Regions from separate parts of the Sus scrofa genome. Here region 2 is linked to region 1. The links are chromatin contacts, called in public Hi-C maps. All regions are on one chromosome and are shown on one strand. The core of a region is the stretch at or near the end of the contact, and the rest is flanking DNA. Distances in the headings are between cores, read along the strand shown. Region 1 overlaps GIPC2 (PDZ domain-containing protein GIPC2). Region 2 overlaps MIGA1 (mitoguardin 1).

Region 1 (5,324 bases), core at 2,679-5,178:
CTTCACTACCTCTCACTTTCTAGACAAGAATTATAAAATACCCAAACATTGAATTACTAAATTACTTAGTTCACTAAGGTATTTTGACTCCCTCATTACAAAAAGACAACAAAACCAACTTTGTCCCCCAAAAAAAGATGATTCCAAATGTTGTACTGAGGAGACTGAAGTTCATGAACATTATCTTTTTGGGATTTGTTGTTGCTTGCCTGTGGCATGTGGACATTCCCAGGCCAGAAATGGAACTCGAGCCATAGCAGTGACCTGAGCCACTGCAGTGACAAGGTGAGATCCTTAGCCCACTGCACCACAAGGGAACTCCAACATCATCTTTCATTATCAAAATCTTAAGTATGTTTACTCTTACAGGTGGTTTGGAGACTTTTTCTTAGATCTCAGAGAGCACTGGTTGATTTAAGTTTGTTGTTTGGGGGAGATTTGGGAGGTTTGGGGGCTACATTTGTGGCATATGGAAGTTCCCAGACTAGGGGTCATTCTATACTGCAGCTGCCAGCCTACACCATAGCCATAGCAATGCCAGATCCAAGCCACGTCTGTGACCTACACCACAGCTCACAGCAACACCGGGTCCTTAACCCACTGAGTAAGGCCAGGGATCAAATCCGCCTCCTAATGGATACTAGTCGGGTTCATTACCACTGAGCCATGATGGGAACTCCCTGATTTAAGGTTTTTTTTTTCTTGTTTATAATTCCCTGATTTAAGTTTTTGAACCAGTCCAGATGTCTATATACTCTAGAAAACATTGTCTACAGGTGGCTGAGGATTGCTCTATCACACTCTCTTCTCACCAACTGAGTTTCTATATTTCCTTCTCAAATGCCTTCAATAACTTTCATACTAAGTAGGCAATGAATTAAGTCCATGCTTTAATTAGAATGTATGGCATTTTATTTAACTTCATGATGTTACCGTTATTGCCAGCTCTAACATGAATGCCCATACATGTCCAAGCAGAATAGGGATTAAATGAACATAACGTACCACTTCTTCCACAGTGGCAGGACCTTTTGATCTCAGGCGAAGCGTCTCCCTTCCAGTACCAATCTTTTCTGTTGATGACTTTCCAGCTTTTGATCTGGGCTCAATTTCTATAAACATACAATGGATGGGGAATGGTACATATATTAAGATTGCCAATGGACTGTTATAAAAGCTAATGTAGTTTCCACCACAAATTTTTGTACAGTTATTGCAGAGATGTGAGAAAAGGCTGGGTCACCATGCTGTACGGTGGGGGGAAAAATAACAGCGTATTGGGAGAAAAAAATAAAGAACAACCCCAAAAAAAGCTACGCCTTCTGATAGAATTTCCCAAAACAGAATAAATTCACCTGTCATTCATTATTCTCAAATGAGACACTCTATGAGAGAGGTCTGGCTACAAAAAGAAAAGGGAATATATGAAATGTGCAGATGGGAGGGATGAACTTGGAAGGAATAAAGAATAAAACAGTTGATTTTATTGTAAGAGAAAAGAGGTATATGTGGCAGGATAGCGGAGGCGCGTGTGGAGCCAGACTTCATCAAGGTCATGAAGAAAAGTGCTGTGTCTTGAGAGAAGACAGGAAAAACGGCACTATTATTTGGGTATCTACCTTCAGCATGATGCTTTTTTGGTTTTGTGTTTTGTTTTTTAAGGGTCGCGCCTGTGGCATATGGAAATTCCCAGGCTAGGGGTCGAATCAGAGCTGCAGCTTCCAGCCTATACCACAGCCACAGCAACATCAGATCCTTAATCCACTGAGCAAGGCCAAGGATGGAACCTGAACCCTCATGGATACTGGTCGGATTCTTAACCCACTGTGGAAGAACAGATTAGCAGAAGATGCTCGCTCAGCACAGAGTTTCCAAAAGAACACCTAAAGCAAAAGGTGAGGTCAGTCTGCCACCAGCACTGTCCAGGATTCTTCACTGCCCAGCTTGGAGTCAGGTACAGACCTACAGTGGTCAAGACGGCCTCAGCCTGGGAGTTCCCTGGTGGCCTAGTGGTTAAGGATCCAGCGATGACACTGCTATGGCTTGGGTTCAATCCCTGGCCCAGAAACTTCCACATGCTAAGGGTACAGCCAAAAAAAAAAAAAAAAAGGCAGCCTCAGCTTCCTGATACTAACCTTTGAGATAAATAGTCTGACACCCCTTACTCTCTCTACAACACCCCCCACCCCCTGCGATTGCACCAAGCAACCTACAATTTGTCTTCCCATCTAAATGTCCTACATTCAGCTATAATAGAAACAATAAAAATCTTTAAACAATAAAAATAAAAAATGTCCTACAGGGTGAGAAAGGAAGTGCTCAACTTTTCGGCCACTACCTACACATTTCTTGTGGTAGATAACACGCTGGCATTCTAACTTATTGCCAAATCTTTTGTCAGTTTGGTAAGCGTGACATGCCCCTGGGAAATTGCAAATGTCTGGATACACTGAAGAAATATAAAGGGTTTCTGGGACATACGAAGCTCAGGACCCCAGACACTGAAACATGGGGACTTCACGGAGGGGTTGCTGTCCAGGCTTGAGAAGTTGGCCAGCTTCCCTAGATGATGTCACTACTTACCTGGCCCTGACCTGCAACACCAGTAGCTAAAAGGGAAAATGTAATGTGGAGTGGAAGATGTTTTAAGATAGGCTTTATTTTATTTATTTATTTATTTATTTTGTCTTTTTGCCTTTTTTAGGGCCACTCCCATGGCATATGGAGGTTCCCAGGCTAGGGGTCCAATCGGAGCTGTAGCCACTGGCCTATACCAGAGCCACAGCAACATGGGATCCGAGCCATGTCTGCGACCTACACCACAGCTCACGGCAACACCAGATCCTTAACCCCCTGAGCAAGGCCAGAGATCGAACCCACAACCTCAGGGTTCCTAGTCAGATTCGTTAACCACTGAGCCATGACAGGAACTCCAAAATAGGCTTTATTTTTTAAAGCGGTTATAAGTTCACAGCAAAATTAAGACAGAGATCTACACACCTCCTGCCCCCACATCTGCATTAGCTGCCCCATCATCAAAACCCCCACCACTGAGGTACTTTCACTATCATCAATGAACCTGCAAGGCAAGGAACATCATTATCCCCTAAAGTCCATAGTTTACAGGATGGGTTTGGAAAATGACATATATCCTTCAGAGTAATTTTGTTGCCCTAAAAATTCTCTGTGCTCTGCCAATCCCCCGATTTTATTTTGTTCTTGCTTTTTCAGGGCTGTACCCTTGCAGCATATGGAAATTCCCAGGCTAGTGGTCAAATCGGAGCTACAGCTGCTGGCCTACACCACAGCCATAGCCATAGGGGATCTGATCTGCTTCTGCGAGCTACACCACAGCTCACGGCAATGCCGGATCCTTAACCCACTGATCGAGGCCAGGCATTGAACCTGTGTCCTCATGGATACCAGTCAGGCTTGTTTCCACTGCGCCACAATGGGAACTCCCTGATTGTGTGTTTGTTTTTTAATCATGTGTTTGTCATCTCCTCCAGAGTGTTATCTCAAAACTAACCACTTGGTGGCACCAGAACAGAAGTTAAAATTTAAGTTCTGGCTTGGCCCAGCTTCTAAGAAAGGCAGTTTTCAATGGCGGAAGAAGCAGAAGCCATGTTTCTCTACGATCCTGATTCAGGGAAGTAAATCAACCTGTTTGTACATGAAAACAGGCAGGATGGTCCTGTTTTCCCACAGGGGGAAAAAAAGTTCTGTGTGTTTTCAATGTTTTGAAATGTTTTGAATCTGGCCTTCTTTTAGGGTGCTGGCCTGTCAAAGCTTGTCTAACCAACCAGGCCAAACCCTAAATCAGTCACTTCTCATGAATGGATTGGCATGAGGCTTCTCCTGGGGCTGAATGATGAGAGGGATATGGTTCACACGGTAGGCACTGGTAACTGGCCTGAGCTTGCTGGGCTCAGTAGACTCAGGGCCCCCCCTGCTGTGTCCTCAGGACACAGGACACTCCCACAGCTGGCTCAGACGTCACCAAGAAGCAGTCACATTTGTTCCCAAACCCTTTTGTGGCAATTTTATCTGTTACTCTAATTACATAATTTAATTTAAAAGTACGTGAGCTGATGAAACAAGTGTGAAACAGGAGTTATTATTGCTAGGAAAACTAGGTTAACTGCTTTGGAAAGACTCCATAAGGGTGAGTTGCAACAACAACAAAAAAAAAAGCAGGGGGGCGTGGACATGATAATGCTGGAAGATTAGGAAAAATCTTTAAACATCCAGCATTTCTCAAATCTGGCTTTTAGCTAGGAAACAGAACCCATAGATATGCATTAAAGTTCTGATTACAAAAAAAAAAAAAGAAAGAAAAACTTTGTAGAACTCCAGTTTGTGTCTTCTACCCAAAGAGCCTTTTACATCCAAAGAGTCTTAAAACAATGTATACGTATTTTAAAACAAAATGTTTATATACACCTCTATCATTCTTTAATACCGCCCCGCACTTTTCTTCCTTTCTTTTTCAGCCATGTCAGCAGCATGTGGAAGTTCCCAGGCCAGGAATCAAAACCGAGTTGCAGCTGTGGCAGTGCTAGGGATGGAACCTGCGCCTCAGCAGCAACCCAAGCCACCACAGAAACAACACCAAATCGTTAACCCAGTGTGCCACAGGGGCATCTCCTAATACCCTTTTTATTTTATTATTTTATTTTATTTTTTGGTCTTTCTAGGGCCGCACCTGCAGCATATGGTAGTTCCCAGGCTAGGGGTCGAGTCAGAGCAGCAGATGCCAGCCACAGCCACAGCCACAGATGATCCAAGCCGCATCTTGCAACCTCCACCACAGCTCATGGCAATGCCGGATCTTTAACCACTGAGCAAGGCCAGGGATGGAACCTGCATCCTCATGGATACTAGTCAGGTGCATGACTGCTGAGCCACAACGGGAATTCCATTTATACCCTATTCTAATTGGCATTTTCAAGAAACAGACCAACCCCCAGTCCCTGCTTCATGGTGAAGGTCAGTAGAGACAAGGGGAAATGAAGATGGCAGCAGGGCATCAGCCTCCAGTCCCACCCTGCGCCCCAGGGAAAGAGGACCGATACCAGCCAAGGCCCCATCTTTAGGTGGAGCGCAGGCAACGTAGCTTCGATCCCCAACTAACAGGGGGACAGTGGGGAGGCTGGGCATTCTGCCTCTGCTCAGAACAAGGTCTGACTCTGCTCCCATGGGGCCCGAGATGGCCTGGCGTACCCATCATCAAGGGGGCACACGTGGACACAGCCATGTCCGAGAGCTGGATACAAGAGGACAAGAGAGGGACTTTAGAATCAGAACCTGAGTTAAAACACAGC
Region 2 (5,989 bases), core at 2,388-4,887, 300 kb after region 1:
GGATTCAGATTCAACTCACATTTTCTGAGTGACTGCTATGTGTCCAAGGCATTCTGCTAAGTGCTTTCACAGACTATTTCATTTAATACACATAACTGTGAGACAAAAATAAGCTAATTACGTACAAGAGTGCTTTATTATAACTAAAACAAAGATTTTTTATTCAAAAATTTCAATAGCTAGTTGTTTGATTTTCAGTTTTCCACAACCTCTGTCCACACTATCTAATCTTGCTCTCCATTAATCACTAAAGAACCCTCAGCCGGAGTTCCCGTCGTGGCGCAGTGGTTAACGAATCCGACTAGGAACCATGAGGTTGTGGGTTCAGTCCCTGCCCTTGCTCAGTGGGTTAACGATCCGGCGTTGCCATGAGCTGTGGTGTAGGTTGCAGACGTGGCTCGGATCCCGCGTTGCTGTGGCTCTGGCGTAGGCCGGTGGCTACAGCTCCGATTCAACCCCTAGCCTGGGAACCTCCATATGCCGCAGGAGCGGCCCAAGAAATAGCAGCAACAACAAAAAAGACAAAAAAAAAAAAAAAAAAAAAAAGAACCCTCAGCCTTACCTGAGTACATTTACTACATATACTCCCACTTGCTGTGGAGTAATGCAGATTTGCTATTTGTTATCTGGGTAAACTGGGGATAACAATATTGATCCCACAGAGCTGTTACAAGGATTAAATGAGAGATTTGCGGAGGCACACTACTTGGTACTAAGCAAGGGCTAAGCAATTTTTGTCCGCTATTATTCACATGTATTCTTTACTCAAGTTTTTGGTTTCTTTTGCATCTTCTCCAAAGTAAAATTTCTCCTTATATTGTTTTATAACATGCAGCTCAAGTACTATCCCTGACATGCATCCTCCAAAAATTACTTAAATTTTCTTTGCTTCTATATAAAATAGTACAGAAAAAGTGTTAAAACTATGCATGAGTTTCGGAGCCAGACAGCTTAGATTCAAATTCTGACTCTACTACTTAATAGCTGTGTAACCTTGGCTAAGTTTCTTATCTTCTCCATTCCTCAGTATTCTCATTTATAAAATGGGAATAAAATCTACCTCATTGGGTGTGTGAGGATTAAACAAGTTAATACATTTGGCCCTCCATAACCACAGGTTCCACATCCAAGGAGTCAACCAACTGCAAACGGAAAAAAATTTTTTAATCCAGACTATTCCAAAAAGAAAAGCTTGAATTTGCTGTATGCCAACTATTACATAGCGTTCACATTGTATTTGCAATTACATATATAATATCTACAATGTATTAGGTATTATAAATAATCTAGAAATGATTTAAAGTATATGGGAGGGGAGTTCCTGTCATGTCGCAGCGGAAACGAATCCAACTAGGAACCATGAGGTTGCAGGTTCAACCCCTGATCTCGCTCAGTGGGCTAAGGATCTGGCATTGCCATGAGCTGTGGTGTAGGTCACAGATGCAGCTAGGATCTGGCATTGCTTTGGCTGTGGTGTAGGCCAGGCTGTAGCTCTGATTAGACCCCTAGCCTGGGAACCTCCATATGCTGCGGGAGCAGCCCTAGAAAAGGCAAAAAAGACAAAAAACAAACAAACAAAAAAAGGAGTTCCCATCATGGCTCAGCAGTTAGTGAACCTGACTAGTATCTATGTGGACACAGGTTCAGTCCCTGGCCTCACTCAGTGGGTTAAGGATCTGGTGTTGCTGTGAGCTGTGCTGTAGACCGCAGACGTGGCTCAGATCCCACGTCTGCAACCTCGCTCAGTGGGTTAAGGATCTGGTGTTGCTGTCAGCTGTGGTGTTGGTTGTAGTCTGTGGCTCTGGCCTAGGACGGAGGCTACAGCTCCGATTGGACCCCTAGCCTGGGAACCTCCACATGCTGTGGGTGTGGCCCTAAAAAGACAAAAAGACCAAAATAAATAAATAGATAAAAATAAAAAATAAAACAGTATTTTAAAAAAAGCAAAAAAAATAAACTAAAAAAGTAAAGTATATGGGAGGGACAGAACATTGCAAATCGACTATAACAAAATAAAAGTTTAAAAAAAGTGTATGGGAGGATTGTGTAGGTTTACATGCAAATAATACACCATTTTATGCACATATGTATTTTCTTCTTTTTTGGAAGTTTCAGAACTTAGGTGGCATATGGAAGTTCCCAGGCCAAGGATCAAACACAAGCAGAAGCTGCGACCCCTGTCACAGCTGCAGCAACTCCAGATCCTCATCCCATTGCCCAAGCAGGGGATTGAACCTGCACCCCCACACTGACTTAAGCCACCGCAGTCAGGTCCTTAACCCACTGTGCCACAGCAGGAACTCCAATACACCATTTTATAAAAGGGACTTCACCATCCATAGGTTTTTGTATCTACACAGAGTAGGGATGACCATATACGTAAAGTATGCATTGAATAAATGCAAGCTATTATTATTATGCAAAAAATAAGGATGTACAATTTAATACACTGACTGAATCTTTATTTAATCATTGCCTGAATACACAACCTATCTGTCCAGCTGGACTGAAACAATTTGAGTGACAGACTTTCGAATCTTCTCTTTCCTTTTTTCTTTCATTTTTTCCCCCCAGATGGCTACTACGGTTCTCAGTAGAGCATGGAACAGAGTGTAAATTTAATTATTTGTTCACACAAACTAAATAAAACTTGTTATTATAAGCTGACCATTCCCAAGACATGAAAATCCCTGCTTTAAAGCCTCTCATGTATTTCCCCTGGGTCATTTTGCCTACTATATGACTTTAACTTATTTTCAGAGTGCTGTTGAAATTCTTAGGTTTCTGATACCCAGGCCTAAATTAATTAAACTTATGATTCTATCTTGGAAACCTGAAATACGCAGCTTAAGCCCTTTATGACTCATCATTAACCTCAGAAGCATCTATAAGAAAGCATTCCACATAACTGGGTGACTAAATACAAAAAAAAAAAAAAAAAAAAAGTGCCATGTGTTACCTCTTTGGCTTTTGGTGGGGCAGTTTATTCTTAAATAGTAAATTTTTTTTTTTTTGGTCTCGCTCATGGCATACAGAAGTTCCCAGGTCAGGGATCAAACCCGAGCCACAGCAGTGACACCAGATCCTTAACCACTGAGCCACCAGGAAAATCCAAATCTAACATTTTTAAGAATTTTTTTTTTTTTTACCTGTCTCAATCACTCAAAACTTTTAAAATATTCATGTACAGACATAAACTATGTTCTTCTTTGGAAGAACACTAAACGTATGATTACTTTCAACTAAACAGCCATATTTTAGGCCAAAAATCTGACTGGATTTAAGCCTTCCTCCTTCTTTCACAATTTCATAATTCACATATTACTTAACTTTTTTCCAAAGCAGAATTTGCTTGAAAGTTAGAAAAAGAAAAAACTTCACTTCAACCCTGGACCTTGGAACCTCAGGCCAGGATCTATTTCTTTAAACCAATCCAAATGGGTTTTTTGCATGTCTCACTTTTGCCATCCCCAGGCACATTCTATTTTCTGTCACTTAGAAGACATCAGGTCTATTTTAACTTCAGCAGACTCTAATGGAGATTCCAAAGATGCCACTCTTCTTTTCAAATCCAGGCTGTCCACTGTGGATTTTATAACACCAGCAACAAGAGGAAGCCTGCCAAATGTCTCAATGTCATCTGACGTTTATGTCAGCGGCTATTCTCCAAGTGATTTTTAGCAGTTTAAATATGATTTGGAACCTTGTCTTTTCTATGGCTCTATTAAAAATGGGAAAAAAATAAAAAAATAAAAATGGAAAAGTTCCTACTGCTGACAAGACAAGCTATTTTCTGGAATCTGCTATAATCTGTTAAAGTAATTAAGAAATCTAGAAAATTACTGTGGTCCTTTGTTTATTTTCTATGACTATTTGTTCTACCCATACTGAGGATAATTCTTTATCTTTATTTAATTAGTCTTTTTGCCTTTTCTAGGGCCACACTCACAGCATATGGAGGTTCCCAGGCTAGGGGTCTAATCAGAACTGCAGCCGCCGGCCTATGCCACAGCCACAGCAATGCCAGATCCTTAACCCACTGAGCAAGGCCAGGGATCAAACCTGCAACCTCATGGTTCCCAGTCAGATTCATTAACCACTGAGCCACGATGGGAACGCCTATTATTTATTTTTTTTGGCTGCACCTGGGACATGGAGAAGTTCCCGGGTCAGGAATCATACCCAACCTGGGCCACTGCAATGACAATGCCAGATACCTAACCTACTGCGCCACAAGGGAACTCCTTCTATCTTCATTTATTTTAATGCTATGGGATAGTTTAAAAGAAAAAAAATAAAGTGGAATACAAAAACCAAAAATGACACAGGGGAGGGGGAATTGGACGAAGGTAATCAAAAGTACAAACTTCCAGCTTTGTAATATACAATATGATAAATGAGCACTGCTGTATGTTATATATGAAAATTAAGAGAGTAAATCCTTAAGAGTCCACATCACAATGAAAAAAAAAAATTTCCTATTTCTTTAATTTTGTGGGTTTTTTCTTTTTAGCTACACTAGTGGCATATGGAAGTTTTCAAGCCAGGAATCGAATCTAAGAGACAGCTGTGACCTATGCCACAGCTGTGGCAATCCCAGATCTTTAACTCACTGTGCCACAGCAGGAACTGCTTTAATTTTGTATCTATACCAGACGATAGATGCTCACTAATCTTACTGTGGTAATCATTTCATGTTGTATATATGTCAAATCATTCACGTTACATAAGGCAAATCATTATGCTGTACACCTGTGCTATACAGTAGGACCTCAGTGCTAATGAGGGTCTACTGTACAGCTCAGGGAACTATAGCCAATCTCTTGGGATAGACCATGATGAAAGATAATATAAGAAATGTACGAAAAAAAACAAAACAAAAAAAAAAAGGAGTTCCCGTCGTGGCGCAGTGGTTAACGAATCCGACTAGGAACCTTGAGGTTGCGGGTTCGGTCCCTGCGCTTGCTCAGTGGGTTAGCGATCCGGCATTGCCGTGAGCTGTGGTGTAGGTTGCAGATGCGGCTTGGATCCCGCGTTGCTGTGGCTCTGGCGTAGGCCGGTGGCTATGGCTCCGATTGGACCCCTAGTCTGGGAACCTCCATATGCCTCAGGAGTGGCCCAAGAAATAGCAAAAAAAAAAAAAAAAAAAAAAAAAAGAAATGTACGACAGGGTCACTTTGCTGTGTACCCCAGATACTGGCACAACTTTGTAAATCAACTATACTTTAATAAAGAATGTAAAAAAAAAAAAAGCTTAGGAGTTCCCGTCGTGGCGCAGTGGTTAACGAATCTGACTAGGAACCATGAGGTTGCGGGTTCGGTCCCTGCCCTTGCTCAGTGGGTTAAGGATCCGGCGTTGCCATGAGCTGTGGTGTAGGTTGCAGACGCGGCTCGGATCCCGCGTTGCTGTGGCTCTGGCGTAGGCCGGTGGCTATGGCTCTGATTCGACCCCTAGCCTGGGAACCTCCATATGCCGCAGGGGCGGCCCAAGAAATAGCAAAAAGACAAAAAAAAAAAAAAAAAAAAAAAAAAAAAAAAAGCTTAAACAGGGCTATATGTCAATTACAGCTAAATAAAACCAGAAAAAAAAGTTTCAGGAATCAAAAGAACTAAGTGAGCTAACAGATGATATTTTCCCTCAATGAAATCACTGAAACAAAAGGAAGGTTATCTTCATAATTTATCTCCTTCCCACCTTACTGAGTCACTAATTTTTTTTTTTTTTTTTTTTTTTTTTTTTTTGGCCACCCACAATAGCATGTAGATGTTCCAAGGCTAGCGATGGAACCTTCGGCACAGCAGCAACCCAAGCTGCTGCAGTGACAATGCCAGATCCTTAACCTGCTGCACCATCAGGGGAACTACCTAGATTCATTAATTCTTGATGTGTTATAACTTACAGTTTTTGCCTATGTGAAATAGTACATGCTCAAAACAGCCTGATCCTAGGCACTACCCAAAAGGAGAGTTCCACAACAGTTGTCTCTGG

The links. Hi-C and Micro-C count contacts between places; a contact is called where the count stands out from the background.
Region 2: a Hi-C map of fetal skeletal muscle shows a contact between it and region 1, with 4 times the contacts expected there. The contact joins two enhancer-like sites. A contact is called at or near these places in 18 of 47 Hi-C or Micro-C datasets (alveolar macrophages, embryonic fibroblasts, fetal heart ventricle and 9 more) and 2 of 2 datasets of contacts at active chromatin or transcription factors (alveolar macrophages and skeletal muscle).

What each region holds. Positions count from the first base shown.
Region 1 is chr6:135,158,928-135,164,251 of Sscrofa11.1, forward strand. GIPC2 (PDZ domain-containing protein GIPC2) reads right to left here. Exons shown (of 6, transcript XM_003356421.5): 4 at 1,006-1,112. Among named protein-coding and RNA genes, the nearest start is that of GIPC2, 56 kb to the right of the region's middle. Within about 2 kb of position 3,929, at least 37 of the 83 cell types and tissues checked have an H3K27ac peak or open chromatin away from gene starts, as enhancers often do. A contact at or near this core is called in fetal skeletal muscle and skeletal muscle, where this site is marked.
Region 2 is chr6:135,459,069-135,465,057 of Sscrofa11.1, forward strand. The region is part of intron 7 of MIGA1 (mitoguardin 1); the gene reads right to left. Among named protein-coding and RNA genes, the nearest start is that of MIGA1, 51 kb to the right of the region's middle. Within about 2 kb of position 3,638, at least 8 of the 83 cell types and tissues checked have an H3K27ac peak or open chromatin away from gene starts, as enhancers often do. A contact at or near this core is called in fetal skeletal muscle and skeletal muscle, where this site is marked.